Linked DNA regions of Zea mays: region 1 is linked to region 2. The links are chromatin contacts, called in public Hi-C maps. All regions are on one chromosome and are shown on one strand. The core of a region is the stretch at or near the end of the contact, and the rest is flanking DNA. Distances in the headings are between cores, read along the strand shown. Region 1 holds the start of LOC100502227. Region 2 holds the start of LOC100283380 (elongation factor 1-delta 1).

What was found. Hi-C and Micro-C count contacts between places; a contact is called where the count stands out from the background.
Region 1: a Hi-C map of ear shows a contact between it and region 2, with 4 times the contacts expected there. The contact joins the promoter of LOC100502227 here to the promoter of LOC100283380 in region 2. A contact is called at or near these places in 2 of 25 Hi-C or Micro-C datasets (ear and tassel).

Annotation. Positions count from the first base shown.
Region 1 is chr8:115,072,493-115,078,735 of Zm-B73-REFERENCE-NAM-5.0, forward strand. LOC100502227 reads left to right here and starts at 1,653. Exons shown (of 6, transcript NM_001196704.1): 1 at 1,653-1,773; 2 at 1,859-1,895; 3 at 2,006-2,228; 4 at 2,340-2,501; 5 at 2,695-2,814; 6 at 2,926-3,247. The coding sequence starts at 1,737. The coding sequence ends at 3,063.
Region 2 is chr8:114,681,628-114,688,727 of Zm-B73-REFERENCE-NAM-5.0, forward strand. It overlaps LOC100283380 (elongation factor 1-delta 1), which reads right to left and starts at 4,513. Exons shown (of 8, transcript NM_001156281.2): 1 at 4,328-4,513; 2 at 3,671-3,784; 3 at 3,475-3,591; 4 at 3,314-3,398; 5 at 2,948-3,071; 6 at 2,702-2,815; 7 at 2,439-2,600; 8 at 1,854-2,266. The coding sequence starts at 3,756. The coding sequence ends at 2,265. LOC103635722 (a long non-coding RNA gene) reads left to right here and starts at 6,483. Exons shown (of 3, transcript XR_557580.2): 1 at 6,483-6,519; 2 at 6,597-6,628; 3 at 6,830-6,879.

The DNA.
Region 1 (6,243 bases), core at 403-2,902, 390 kb after region 2:
CGGCGCCGTGTCATCCTTCGTGATGTTCCTGCTTCTCACTCTGTGTAGTTCTGATTCGAGTTCGAAGATACCTGTTCATATATAATACTCGGAAAATATTGTTAAATCATATTTTTGAGGACCTTCGAAGACGAAGGTCCCAACACCGTACCCTCTTGGATCGATGCCACACGACGAGACGAGCACTTACATTACATCGTGCAGTGGTTGTGTAGGCCATGCATGCAGCATGCATGCCGCACCACGCACGAGCGCTCATTGCTAGCTGGCCGCCCCCGCCGCCGCCACATGCATGCTACGAGTGGACACTACCGCCGACGAAGCCATCGCTGCTCTGCTACCCTCCTCTCACATGCATACGCGAGGTGTTAAATGTACGCCACGCCATAGTGGCAATTCCAAGTCAGCTAGAGAAATGCCTACACGACTAGTACGAGGGTGACGTAGATCTACTGGGATTTTATTGGGACCCAGAAGTACACGAGCACCAATATAATGGTTAGTGCATTTGACTCGATGTAAATTTAACCGACGTTCAGTAGTACTAGTGATTATCCGACTGGGTATCCAATAATTAATATCTGCCTTACTGCCATTCTTCTCGGTCCAGTCTGGTTTGTTTACCCTCTAAATTATATAATCTAGTTTAAATAAATTAAGAAACAAATAAACAACATAGATCAGATTATTAGGTGAATTATATAATCTAAATATATATGGATTATGATAATCTATAAGCAGACCACTATATTTACATATAATCCATAATCCATAAGCTGGATTATACGATCCTGAAAGCAAACAAACAGAGCCTTAGTTACATTAATACCTGACACCGAGAAAAACTATCAGGCCAGGTCTACATTTCATATTTACGGAATGTTTGGATATCCATAAATATATCCTAAATAACATCTGCAGTATCCCTCTACGCACCCTACGATGATGTGTCTATCTCTTCTCTGTACGAAGAGAGGGTCCCGGCCCGTTCTCTCGTGATTATATTATTCTCTCTCGAGGCTCACACACGGAACTTGTAGCTACTGATACATACCAGCTCACAGCAGATGAAAGACCTTACGTACCTTGTCTGTCTGCACTATACTAAAGGGGACTGTTTGGTTTGATGGACTAAAGAGTAGTCTATCCATTTTAGTCTCATTTAGTTCTTAAAAATTATCAAACGGTTGGACTATAAACTATATTAGTCTCTAGTCCCTCAAGAGATGACTAAAAGGGTCTAAACCATATAAATATTCTACTTCTTGTTTCTTCTTTATTTCAGTTGCACAATGATGAGAGAATGCTAAAAGATATTTTAGTCCTCTTATGATTTATTATTTAATATGTTTTGAATAGTTTTAGTCCCTAAAATTAAACAGTGTAGGGACTAAACTAATTTAGTCTCGTACCTAAACTTTAGTCCCTGAACTAAAGAATAAAGAAACCAAACTGAGCATAGGAGACTCATCATTTTTCTTAGCAACAGCGGAAAGGCAGGCCGCACGTACGTACGTACTAATATATTCTTTCTAGAGCAGACATAGTGGCCTGAGCATACCCTTGTCTCGAGCTCAGCACATTCCTTTCGATGCGCTATATATAAATAGGCCACCACGCCATTATCACACAGCTAGCAAATGAACCAGCCACAATAATCCTGATCCTCGATCTTGCGTCGTCGTCGTCAAAGAGACGACTCGATCATCATCTCATCTCAGAGCACGCAAGCAACAATGGTTACTAGCATCCGCGTCATAGTTGGAATCATAGGTACGGTACTTGATCGATTTTCTGTCTGAATCTACGTACGTACGTACGACCCCTGCTGCTGATGTTTTTCTTTAATTTCTCGCAGGATCTGTAGTCTGTGTGCTCCTCTACGCGGTTCCAGTGTAAATAATCACTAGACCATGCATGCATATGCATTTCCTGATCGAGCATGAGTTCTCCGATCCTGCGTTCATGTAAAAACAAACGAACAAACAAACAATTAATTTTGCAGGCTGACGTTTAAGAGAGTGGTGAAGGAGGCCAGCGTTGGGGAGTTCTCGTGCGTGCCATACATCCTCGCCCTTTTCAGCGCCTTCACCTGGGGCTGGTACGGCTTCCCCATCGTCAGTGACGGGTGGGAGAACCTGTCGCTCTTCGGCACGTGCGCCGTCGGAGTGCTCTTCGAAGCTTCGTTCGTCGTCGTATACGTGTGGTTTGCGCCAAGAGACAAAAAGGTACACGCCGTCGGAGTCGGAGAGCATCAGAATTATACATGCATATGGTTTGCTCATCATCATCATCATCATCATCAGAACATTATTTGCCGGCCGGCCTTTAATTTGCAGAAATCTGTCGTCCTAATGGTGTCTCTGGTTGTGGCAACGCTCTGCGTCATCGTATCCTTGTCAAGCTTCGTGTTCCACACGCACCATATGCGCAAGCAATTTGTTGGTAGCATTGGTATAGTCACCTCCATATCCATGTACAGCGCTCCGCTTGTAGCCGTGGTGAGTACTCGTATATCTATGATCAGTTACCACAGAATCTAGCTTGGATTGCAAATTTTGATAATACGAAGGCTAGCTAAAACTCTGAATGAAAATAGGGCTTCTAATCTTGGATTGCAAATTTTTGAATTAATTACTAGCTCACCATGTTCTGTTTTTGTTTTTTTGTCCTCCCCACCATGCACAATTGCAGAAGCAAGTCATCCTGACCAAGAGCGTGGAGTTCATGCCTTTCTACCTGTCGTTGTTCTCCTTGCTGACCAGTTTTACATGGATGCTGTACGGCATCCTAGGAAGGGATCCCTATCTTACGGTAATTATATGTATATATATATATATACATATGCACGCAATCTGGATTTACTGTCTACTGTTCTGCCTTTGCTTTAATTTGCTGATCAACTTTGCTTCGTTCTGAACGAAGGCACCAAACGGCGCCGGGTGTTTAACTGGACTTCTTCAGATCGCTGTGTACTGCATTTACAGCAGATGCAATCGACCGCCGAAAGCAGTCAATGGTGCGACAACTAGCCGTGAAGATGCAAATGATTGCAAGGTTTGACTTGGAGAGTCTTAAGAAACTGCCTCTCTCCGACGACGCTAGATACTACAGTGGCGCTATTAATTCGCATGTGTGCAGTTATTATTATCTAATTGTAGCCTTCGCTAGCTGTGTCTGTTGTAAGACTAGTTTGTTTTACTTGGGGCAAATCAATGGGCATAGCACCAGCAACCAGTAATTAACCACATTCTGTTCTTTCATACTTAACGGAAAGGATGTTTCATTCGTGAGCTCACGCTATATAACTAAACAATTGGCTCTGTCACGGTAAACAAGGCGCCCCCCTGCCGGAGCAGTAGTGTATTTTTTTCTCTCTCCCTCTCTCGTGATGAAAATGAACTTTCACCATGCCGGGGACCTACAGCTCCGACGTGCTCACCATCAACCGCTGCCAACCGTGTCCGCTACTTTCCTGCTTCAGGTTCTAGTTTACAGCAAAGCAGGGCAGCTTCGAGAACTAGGCCGACGGAGATCATCACTGCACCACGCATTAAATGTTAAAAGAGTAATAGTTGGAAGCTAAATATTGTATGTTTGTAGCTAAGTTCCGTTGCTCGCTAAAAATATATGAATTCAATAAGTCAATGTCCATATTCGACTTTTTTAACGTAATGGTAAAAGCTCTGTCTTTCCATTAGGAAGAAAATTAGAATTGATCCAGTTTTAAGGAAAACCGGACCTAAAACCTACACAAAGTACCCAAACAACACAAGCAGTGGCAACCCTACACACAAAGCACATCTAAAGTCATCGTTGCCGAGCTCAACACAAGGTACGAGCATCTCCGACTTCACGCAGACGGGCCGCACACGGCCAAAAAAGAACGATGACGCCTATACCTTACACCTGGCACAAAAGGAGGAAGACCGCGCCAGCTCGTCACCGTTGTCACCACGCCAGCAACAGCCGCCGCCGCCCCTCCCGCGCACAGGTGCGCGTTCCTACCGTGCAGGCACTGGATTCGACCGAAGCCCTGCCGGATCTGGGTCCACCTGCCACCCGCCGACGTGGAGGACACCCCGCTCCGGCGAGATCTCTCCAGGGAGTCGAGGCGGTCGCGCCCGGCTAGAGCCACCGCCACGGCTGGACCTGAGGCACGCCACCCACGTTACGACCCGACCATGACCCGTCGGCCGCTGCGGACGTGGCCATGGCAGCCATAGACCCCTTGCTAAATAAATTTGGGCTCATATTCTGAGTACTCTATACTGAGTCAAGAGTTTAGGGTTTGACCCAGTTTAGCATGCATCCACCAGACCGCACTCGACTAATGGCGCTCGGCCGCGACATGCAGTTGCAGATGACCTAGATATTGTCCAACCATGGGCGGACCTACATTGGCCCCAGCGAGGGCATAGACCCTCGCTCATTTCTCTGTTATAAATAGTAGAGTCTAGATTTTCAGTGTGAAGTCCTCTGTTTAGTGTTTCTTCTAACTCTGTGTGTGACAAGCGGCGCACCGTACAGCATAACAGAAACACATAAAATTCCGACTGTAAAAATAATTCCCCACGGTTTCTAGGGCCGCCATGGGACAGTGGCTTATTTCTGATGGTCTCTGATAGCCGTAAGAAATAACAGTATGTCTGACGACTAAAAGACTTGCACTCAGAAATTTATACAGTATCTGATGGCTATTAGAATCGACAATGTCGGAAATAAGGTTAATTTCTAACGATCTCTGTATGAGACGTCGAAAGTAAAGAATCCCGGCCAACAGCGTGCCTCTCAAGCATGCCATCTCGTTCAACCGCTCGCCCATTCGCTAAGGCCTTGTTCGTTTGTCCAGGAATAGACCAGGAATCATTCCAGCTGATCAAAACTTATATAAATTAGAGAAACAAACCGACTAGGAATTGATCCATTCCTCTGTTCTGAAAGAAACGAACGACCCCTAAAGAAGGTCGTAGCCGCGCCGCCCTGACGCGCAGCCCGCGCCCACCTACTCCAAATGCGGCGCCCGCGCCGCCATCGGCCCCTCCCCGTGTCTCCAACTCGCCTCACTCCTCCCTGTTGAAGTATGATTATTTCTTCATCAAATTTAGACAATTTAAATTGAAATACGGTTTATTGTTGGGATGGGATGATGAAATTGTTCATGAAAGTTTAATTGATATATTTTAAATGATTAAGTGTTTGTTATTTTCAATGGTCCTAGGCTATTACAAAATTCAAAAAGGTTAATTTCGTTGGTCGACATGTATTTAGAATTATTGAAGTTCTAATTTCTGAGGGTAATTATTAAATCATCAAAATAAGGTCGAACAAAATTTCGCCATCATAATCTCATTGTTCTCCATTGAACATTTTCAAGCGTGAGTTATGCTACCAAAATTTGTTTGGTCTCATGGCTTGTCATAAATATGTGCTTTGTCGGTCACTCACTCACTCTTGGGTGGGTTTAGGCTCTATCCTTTTGTCACACACGAATTTAAGGACAAATACATATGCATCTCACATATGTGTCAAGATCAAGTTTCACACATATGGTGACTCAGTGTACAGAAAACAATGTCACATCTTTATTATTTAATGCAATTTCTATACAAAATAACTAAATAAAATACACTATATGGCGACAATGATCCTCCACCATCATATTTGACTGGGAGACGACAACCAAGACCTCTCCGAACTCATCTTCATAATTCTCCTCTTGGTGGTACCTGTTCTTGACCTGGTATGATTATAGCAAGGGTGAGCTCGCCCATACGGTCATCGATCAGCAAAGTGTGAGCAAAAGTGTGTTTGAGCTCATTTATGGTTGGGGCCCAAAAGGTGTAAGGCTTACCAAGGAAAATGGTTGAGGCTAAGCATAGCTTTTAACTTTGTTGGTCAAAATTTTATTAGCAATTACTAAGTATAAGTAAATACAATCCCAAATAAATGAGAGACCAAAAACAACAATTCCCACAATACAAATGCATGTCAAGTTAAGTTTAATTTCATAAATTACTCATGCGAGTGTCCAAGCCACTCATGACTATGAGCATGGCCGATATATCATATTTACACTATGTAGATGTTGCACATCTTTACCCACAAGTTGTGATACCCATCTGCCAATAGGTCATGTGTCACACCCGGTTTTAAGGGCAAAACCGAATGCATAGCATATGTGTGCCAGGATCTTTTTCCACACATGTTGATGTCACAAGTGTAATATATCAAAAGCACAAT
Region 2 (7,100 bases), core at 3,263-5,762:
ATGGTGGGAATGCCACATAACAGTGGGAGCACATTACGGCCGCGAGGAGCCCTGGGAGGTCTTCGACTTCGCTTCCCGAAACATAAAACCAATAATCCCACCAGTTGCCCCACTTGTTGCGAGCACAGGGAACTAATTCCACAACTTCCACTGAAGTCTTTCTGGTCCTCGTCGTGAAGGTGCACGATCCAAACTGTGCAATCTCACTCCCAATCTTTCTCTTTTGCCAGTGTAGACAGTAATTCTTGGCGAAGACCTCTACAGAAGGCTGGCTGTCGTACGAAGTCACCGCCCAGACATACTTCGCCAGGGCCACCACGGCGTTAGATGTCAACTGGTGGACCTGGACCTCAAACCTCTGCAGGACCTCCGCCACGAAACGATGCGCAGGGAGGCGAAGGACGGCGATGAAGAACGCCTCAAACACGACTAACTCGCCCTCAGGCTCGGGAATCTCTTCTGCCCCCGGGACGCGCCCAACATCGTTCCCAAAATACCTCAACTGCTGCATATCCTGCACGCGAACCGAGGAAATCCTCGAAAACTCGAACTCCACCGTGTGGCCCGGCTGTAACTCCATCATCGCCACATTGCTCAAGGTATCTTCGGACGACGAATCTACCGGTGACGCATTTGCAGCAGATGAGGAAGAAGACGACATCGCTACGTACCGTCGGCGGCGGCGGCACGTGGTTTGCTTGACGCGGGCCAGATCTCCGATGCAGAGGAACAAGGAGGGCAGGCGAGCGAGAGAGCAGTTTCAAAAGCTTAGGGTTTTCCGGCACGCGCAAAGGTAAGAGTCAGCCCGAGCCGCGCCGTCCTTTTTATACACACGGCGCGGCGCTTCGAGAAACCCGCAGTCCAACAGTGCCACGTCCATCAAAGATCACCTCAAAAACCCCGCGGGACCACTTCGAGCGAGGGCAGCGTCTCCACCATCTAGCGACGTCTTTGGCACCAGATGACTCAGTCGAACTGGTCCCTCAGAGGACAAATGTTGGGGCGAAGGCGAAGGCGAAGACGCTACCCTTCGCGCGAAGCCTTCGTCACCTCGCTACTCCAACGAAGGCGCGATGATCGGCGCAGTTGCCCTTCGTCCTCTTCATTGCAAGACGAAGGCAAGACTCCGACGAAGTCTGCTAGTCATGCGTCCTCATCTCGCCCGGAGGCCCGCGTGGAATTCGGCCCACTGTAACGGGCTCCGCGTGGACAAGCATGTTACGAGCCTCATCTGTAATAGCTTTTTTGTAATGACGGTCTGCAACCTCCCTTTATGAGTATTTTGGGGATAGTCCAGGTACCCGAGGACATACACGTTCTTGCCTTGGGACGTTGGACACTCGGGTACCTATAAATACCCTCGTACAGTGTCCTTAGAGGCCGGATTAATGGAGCAATTGTTGTCCCTCGTTGAACTTTACAAACACTCACTCCACTTCCCCGTTTACAAACACTCACTCCACTTCCCCGTTGGATCTACTTGTTCACCTAAACGGGTACCAACAGAGTTCTTTTGTCCAGCAGATTGATGGGGTTTTTAGACGTTGGTTTCTGATTCACACATTCGTCATGGAGGCTTGGGCGATCAGGAAGCTTGCCGTCATGGAGGCTTGGGCGATCAGAAAGCTTGCATGAGCATACGACATGGGAGATGCTTTTTTCTAACCAGCTTTTTCAGAGAATTTAACTATAAAAAATCTAGCGTACGTGTGGAAAAAGATAAATATGTTCAATATAGAAAGTGATGAATTTCTACTATTATAAGGACTTGTTTGATTATGTGTTTATGTTGATTTTAGATGCTCTTTACTAAATCTATTTTTATAGTACCTACCTGAAAAAGCTCAACGTTTGACATTCTGTGGCAGATTTTGATAGGCATAAGCTAAAAAAAGCTGAAATAAACAGAACCGAACATGCTCCAGAGTGATACACCTCCAACCAGCCAGACCAAGGCATTATGCATCCGATCACACAAGAATTACTATCTTCCAACAGCTTATTTAAAGTATTGTCTAAATATAGTTATCTTCTATTCCAGCCATCCAGGTTTCTCGCTAGCTAAAGATAGAAAACGTAAATAGCTCTCCAGGGTGCAAACAAGATATAGAAAAGTTGTTGAGATTAAAAAGATATAGAAAGTGCTTTTTATGTAAATGACTCCAAATGATAATTTAGAAAAACTCTTGAAGATGCTCATGGAAAATTATAAATTAGGCTGGTACAGTGCCCACCAACCACCATTGCCACCATCACAAGGAAATTTCTGCAACACAACAGGATTGACCAAAAGTTATCAACACATTGAGAGCAGAAAAGTTTACAACTGGACAACCCAGTATAATGAGTAGGTTGCATGACAGACCAATATAATGAGTAGGTTGCATGGTCCTAGTTATGCTACTGCAGCTGTAAGGATTAAGTGATGAATGACTTACAGATCTTGTTGAAGGCGACAATGTCGCAGCTCTGGACGTATTCGCTCACTGGCTCAGCGCAGAGATGGTCCTCGATGAGAGTGTCAACAGAGACAAGGTCATCGACAATGGTCATCATGATTTGCAGCTTCTTGATGCCATATCCAACTGGGACAAGCTTGGCTGCAAAGGGCAGTAAATGTTCGCATCAGAAACATAACTAAATGGTCAAACAAATGTGTGATTCACAAAATTCTGTGTGTGTGAAAACTGAGGTAATATACATGCGCCCCAAAGCAGTCCTTCCATCTGGACACTCCTAACAGCTTCCTCGAGCTTGGCCATGTCAGTCTCATCGTCCCATGGCTTCACATCAAGTAAAACTGACGATTTCCCAGCTGACAAGGTATGGAAAGGTTAGAACCATGCTTTAAAGCTTTTGGGTATGAAACAAAGCCTCAACAACAATATAGCAATAGCAAGGGTGTGTGATTGAGAGAATAAAACAGAAACTATGCACACTGACATACATTCTTTCTTCTTGCCAGAAGCCTTGGCAGCCGCAGCACGTTCTTCAGCAGCCTTCTTCTCCTCTTCAGTCTCCTCGCCAAAAAGGTCAACATCATCATCGTCATCCTCGTCAGCAGCTGGGGCCTGTGGTTATTAGAAATGCACTTCAGTGACTAAACTGGGTAAGTCAGAGATTCATATCTCAGATATTGAACCACATGGTTGATAGCTTTAGTAAACAATAATAATTCAAGTCAGCAATCATCACAAACAAATTATGTGAACATATTAAACGACTAACAATTTTCAGCCGAAAATCACAAAGAATGGGCGCAACACTTCAGTTCATTTAGTTTTCACCCAAAATAAGAGTTAAGAATTTATACCTGTCCATCAGCAACATCAAGAATTGAAGCTGAAGGAACCGCTGATGGCTCAACCTTAACACCTAGGCCCTCTGCGGTAACTCCACTGAAATAGTATGGATTATTAGCACACTCACTGCTAACGGGATACCTAGGAAACATAAAGGCCAAGAAGGGCATACCTCAGCCTCAGGAGTGCATCAATGTGATTAAACCACCTTGCTACATTGATATACTTGGATGAGGGATCAGCCAAAAATGAAGAGTAGACAGCCAGGTCATCCTTGGAAGCTTGGTAGCTAGAGAAACATTAATGCAGCATAAGTTCAGTAGAAATGTTATGACCATTGTGCAAATAGAGTAGCTCCAATCACATACCCAGTGATGTAGCTGCGAGTGAGAAGGTACTCATCAAGCTTTTTCAGCCCTGCCTCGGCGTTGACATTTGCAAAAGAAACGGCCATCTGCCCTCAAGAAAGATTAGCAAGTAATCTGACGGCACATATGAGTATTGTTAGGACTTGAAATGTCAAATCATGACAATAGTTAAATAAAGAGAGAGAGAGAGAACAATACTGCCGCTAGTACTGTAAAACAGAATCATTAACAACTACAAAGATATTAGATTAACAAGCACCCTGAACCAAAATCTAAACCAAAGCTATGTTTCTGAAATGTCATAGCTTAACTCAGACTCAGACCTTAAGTAAACTTTATGGGCACCCCGACAACATATCACAGCAACAAGATTCTTAAAATCATGAGACAGTCACTGTTCACCAAAACGGTCATTTAGCCCCTCTACACACGGTTTAAACCAAACAGCACTAAGCGCACGTTTCAGCGCGCTGAAGCGCTAAGAAGACGGGTAACGCGTCGCTGTGGGGCATAAGCGCTCCCAAAGCGGCGCGACCGCCTTGGTCGAGTAGCGGCTGCTGGCTCCTGCCCTCAGACCGCGCACGGCGCAGCCGCCGGGGCCGGGCGCCGTTGACGATCCACCGGAGGCGGGAGGAGACAGAGAGAGGGGGTACGCACGTAGGGTCACCGGCCGGTGTGCGGTGGACCGGAGGCGGGGGCGTGATGCGACTGGCGAGAGGCGGGAGGGGAAACCGCTGATGCCGTCACTGAGAGCCCGAGCGCGAGGAAGGGAGGCAGCGGAAGATGGATCGCCGGCGCTGCGAAGAAGATGGAGATGGAGATCAGGAGATGGGAGGATGAAGAAATGGCGGCGGCTGTGTGCCTTCGCTGGGACAAATATGGATTTATATCATTATGAAAACAGGGCTTTTGGGTAGTAGCTCTGGACCTCTGGTTAATTGTTCTGTTGGTGGGCTTTCCTGTGTGCTGGCTCTCTGAATCAGGGGGTCGGTCTACGAGGTCGTCTGACAGTTTGCTTCATGCTTCTGACTGCAAAACTTTAGTTTCGACGAACAATAATATATTTTTGTTATAAAAGTAATAGAAATGAAGTTCTCCTCGTGTCAAAAAAAATGAAAACCAGACTTCGACCAAATGACATCAGGTGAACACGCTTCGCTATTACATCATTCTTAAACATTTTTTTATAGATAAAATGCTATTTAGGAGGTTATTTGAAACATAAAACTATTTTACTGCAACGTTAGTTCTTGATCAGACACTTTTGCCCCTGGATGAAAATAGCCGCTCAGCTCGCTCGTAACAGCCTGTCCGCAGCTAAAAAAAAGGTTGTCCGCCTACGCTCAGCCCTTGGACAAATGTGCAGGCCGTTATTAAAATATTCTCAAACACTGTCTAAAATCAAGTATATCATGTACTGAGAGCCACACACTCGGTACACACAATTTCTTCGGTTCCAAATGACAACTATATTCTTTGAGCAGTAACATGTCATGTGATGACAAATATCATGCCAACATTTCAAGTTCATTCATAGCCATTACCATCAAACACAGATTACATAGGCAGTCTCTTGCACCATATAGTTGGAACTAGTTATTAAAAAACATATATATACTACTATATTAAGGCTGTAAGGGTAGTCTGCCTCCACCTCATTCTGCCTTCAGCCAATCTGCATCGTCCATCTATATGCGTCAAATCATCACCGTCCGTCTCGTCGCCTCCGCTTCAAGCCTCCTCCATCCCTCGATCGCAACTGCTCCTCTCTCCGCTCCCCTCTTCCTCGACAGCTAGATCCTCCATCAGGCTTCATTCGCGCCGTCGTCGGCAACGGCTCCGGCCTTCCCACGCCGCCGTCCATCCTCCCCCCGACTCTCCTCCCCACACCGCCGCCGCTCCCACCACCCGCAAAAACACCACGCACACGGGCGCGAGCGCGGAGACCGACCACCATGACACCACCTCCTCCTCCGATTGCCTCTGGCCTCGCCATCCCTCTGTCCTCGACTTCCCTCCGTCCTCCCGGTCTCCAGCCTCCCGGATCGGAAGCTCCACGTGGCGTGACAGCTCGTCTCTGTCGTCTATGGTGGCGGCAGAGGTGTACTCGCCGACCGCGGCGGCGACGGCGCAGCAGCAGCGGGAGAAGGCGGCGTCGCAGGTGTGGCGGGCGGTGGTGGGGTGGATCGGCTTCCTTGTTCAGGTTCTGCTTTCCAGCTCTTATCCTTCGTCGGCGTCCGGTACCCGCTCCTCTCCGGGCCCGCGGCCTCGAACCCGTCGCCGGAGGTGGCCTTCATGCCGCTCCGCTCCGAGATCCCAACTGACGCGGCACCTGCCCCGACACCTGCGCCTGAGCCCATGGGCCACCTCACGGTACGGAGCTTCGATTTTTTATTCGATTCGGTTGAGCTTTTGAGATGTCCGGGGTGGGGAAACGGCGCCTTTGTGAAGTAGGAGTAGAAGGGTTTCAATCAAATAGTATTTGGACTTGGATGTGCTGATCAAATTGGATTATGCTTCGGTATTTGGGGATGATTGGGATTAGTTGGAGTGACTGATTTAAGGCTAACGGAGGTTTGGTGGTTTAGTTCAGGTAGTATTGTTGATTTTTGGTTATAGAATAATTAGTATTTGGACTATATAGCAGTCCTTCCCCGATGAGTTGGTTAATAGCATGGGCAATTAGTTGCCCTACAATTGCAAAATAAGGCCTTGATCATTTTAGTAGTACATACTTACGGTTGCATTATCATCTCCTCTCCAAACTGGTGGTGATATGTTTCCGGTGGCCTTCAAGTGAAGCTTTGGGACATAGTTCCAGAATACTGGTTCCCTGTCATTCTGTGTAGGTGAGTAGATAACCTTCTATCATTGTTAAAAACTTCTTGATTGTAGCTGGATTATGACATATATACTATCTTATCAGCTGATCCAGTACACGGGCTGTTATACTGTAAGGTATGCCCATAGTTGGATTTCTGATAGTTTGGATCGGCAAAGAAGCTTATAGCTTCTCATAAAAGGAGCCAAAACTGAAACTGGAAGTCATATCGTTGCTAAGCGTTACTACTTAAGTTCCTTGAAATGAAGTCAGACTAAACATTTGTCTCTTATGTTTACGCATCTGATATTCTCACAACATTAGAGCTGTATGTTCAGGTAGTGCTTGACTTGGATGAGACTTTAGTTTCTGCATATGAATCATCTAGCCTTCCTGCTATTGTATGTACACAAGCTGTTGAAGCAGGATTACATTGCTTTGATATGGAATGCATATCTATCTCTACTAATCCTTAAGGGTGGACGGAGGGCGTCCACAGGCCTCACCGTGCCCCCGCCCGTGATGCCCGTCGTCGCGCACGTCTTCCTCCTTTCTCCCCGCATCCCACACGCCCCGCTCCGCGAACTGCTCCTCCCCCGCCCCGCGAAC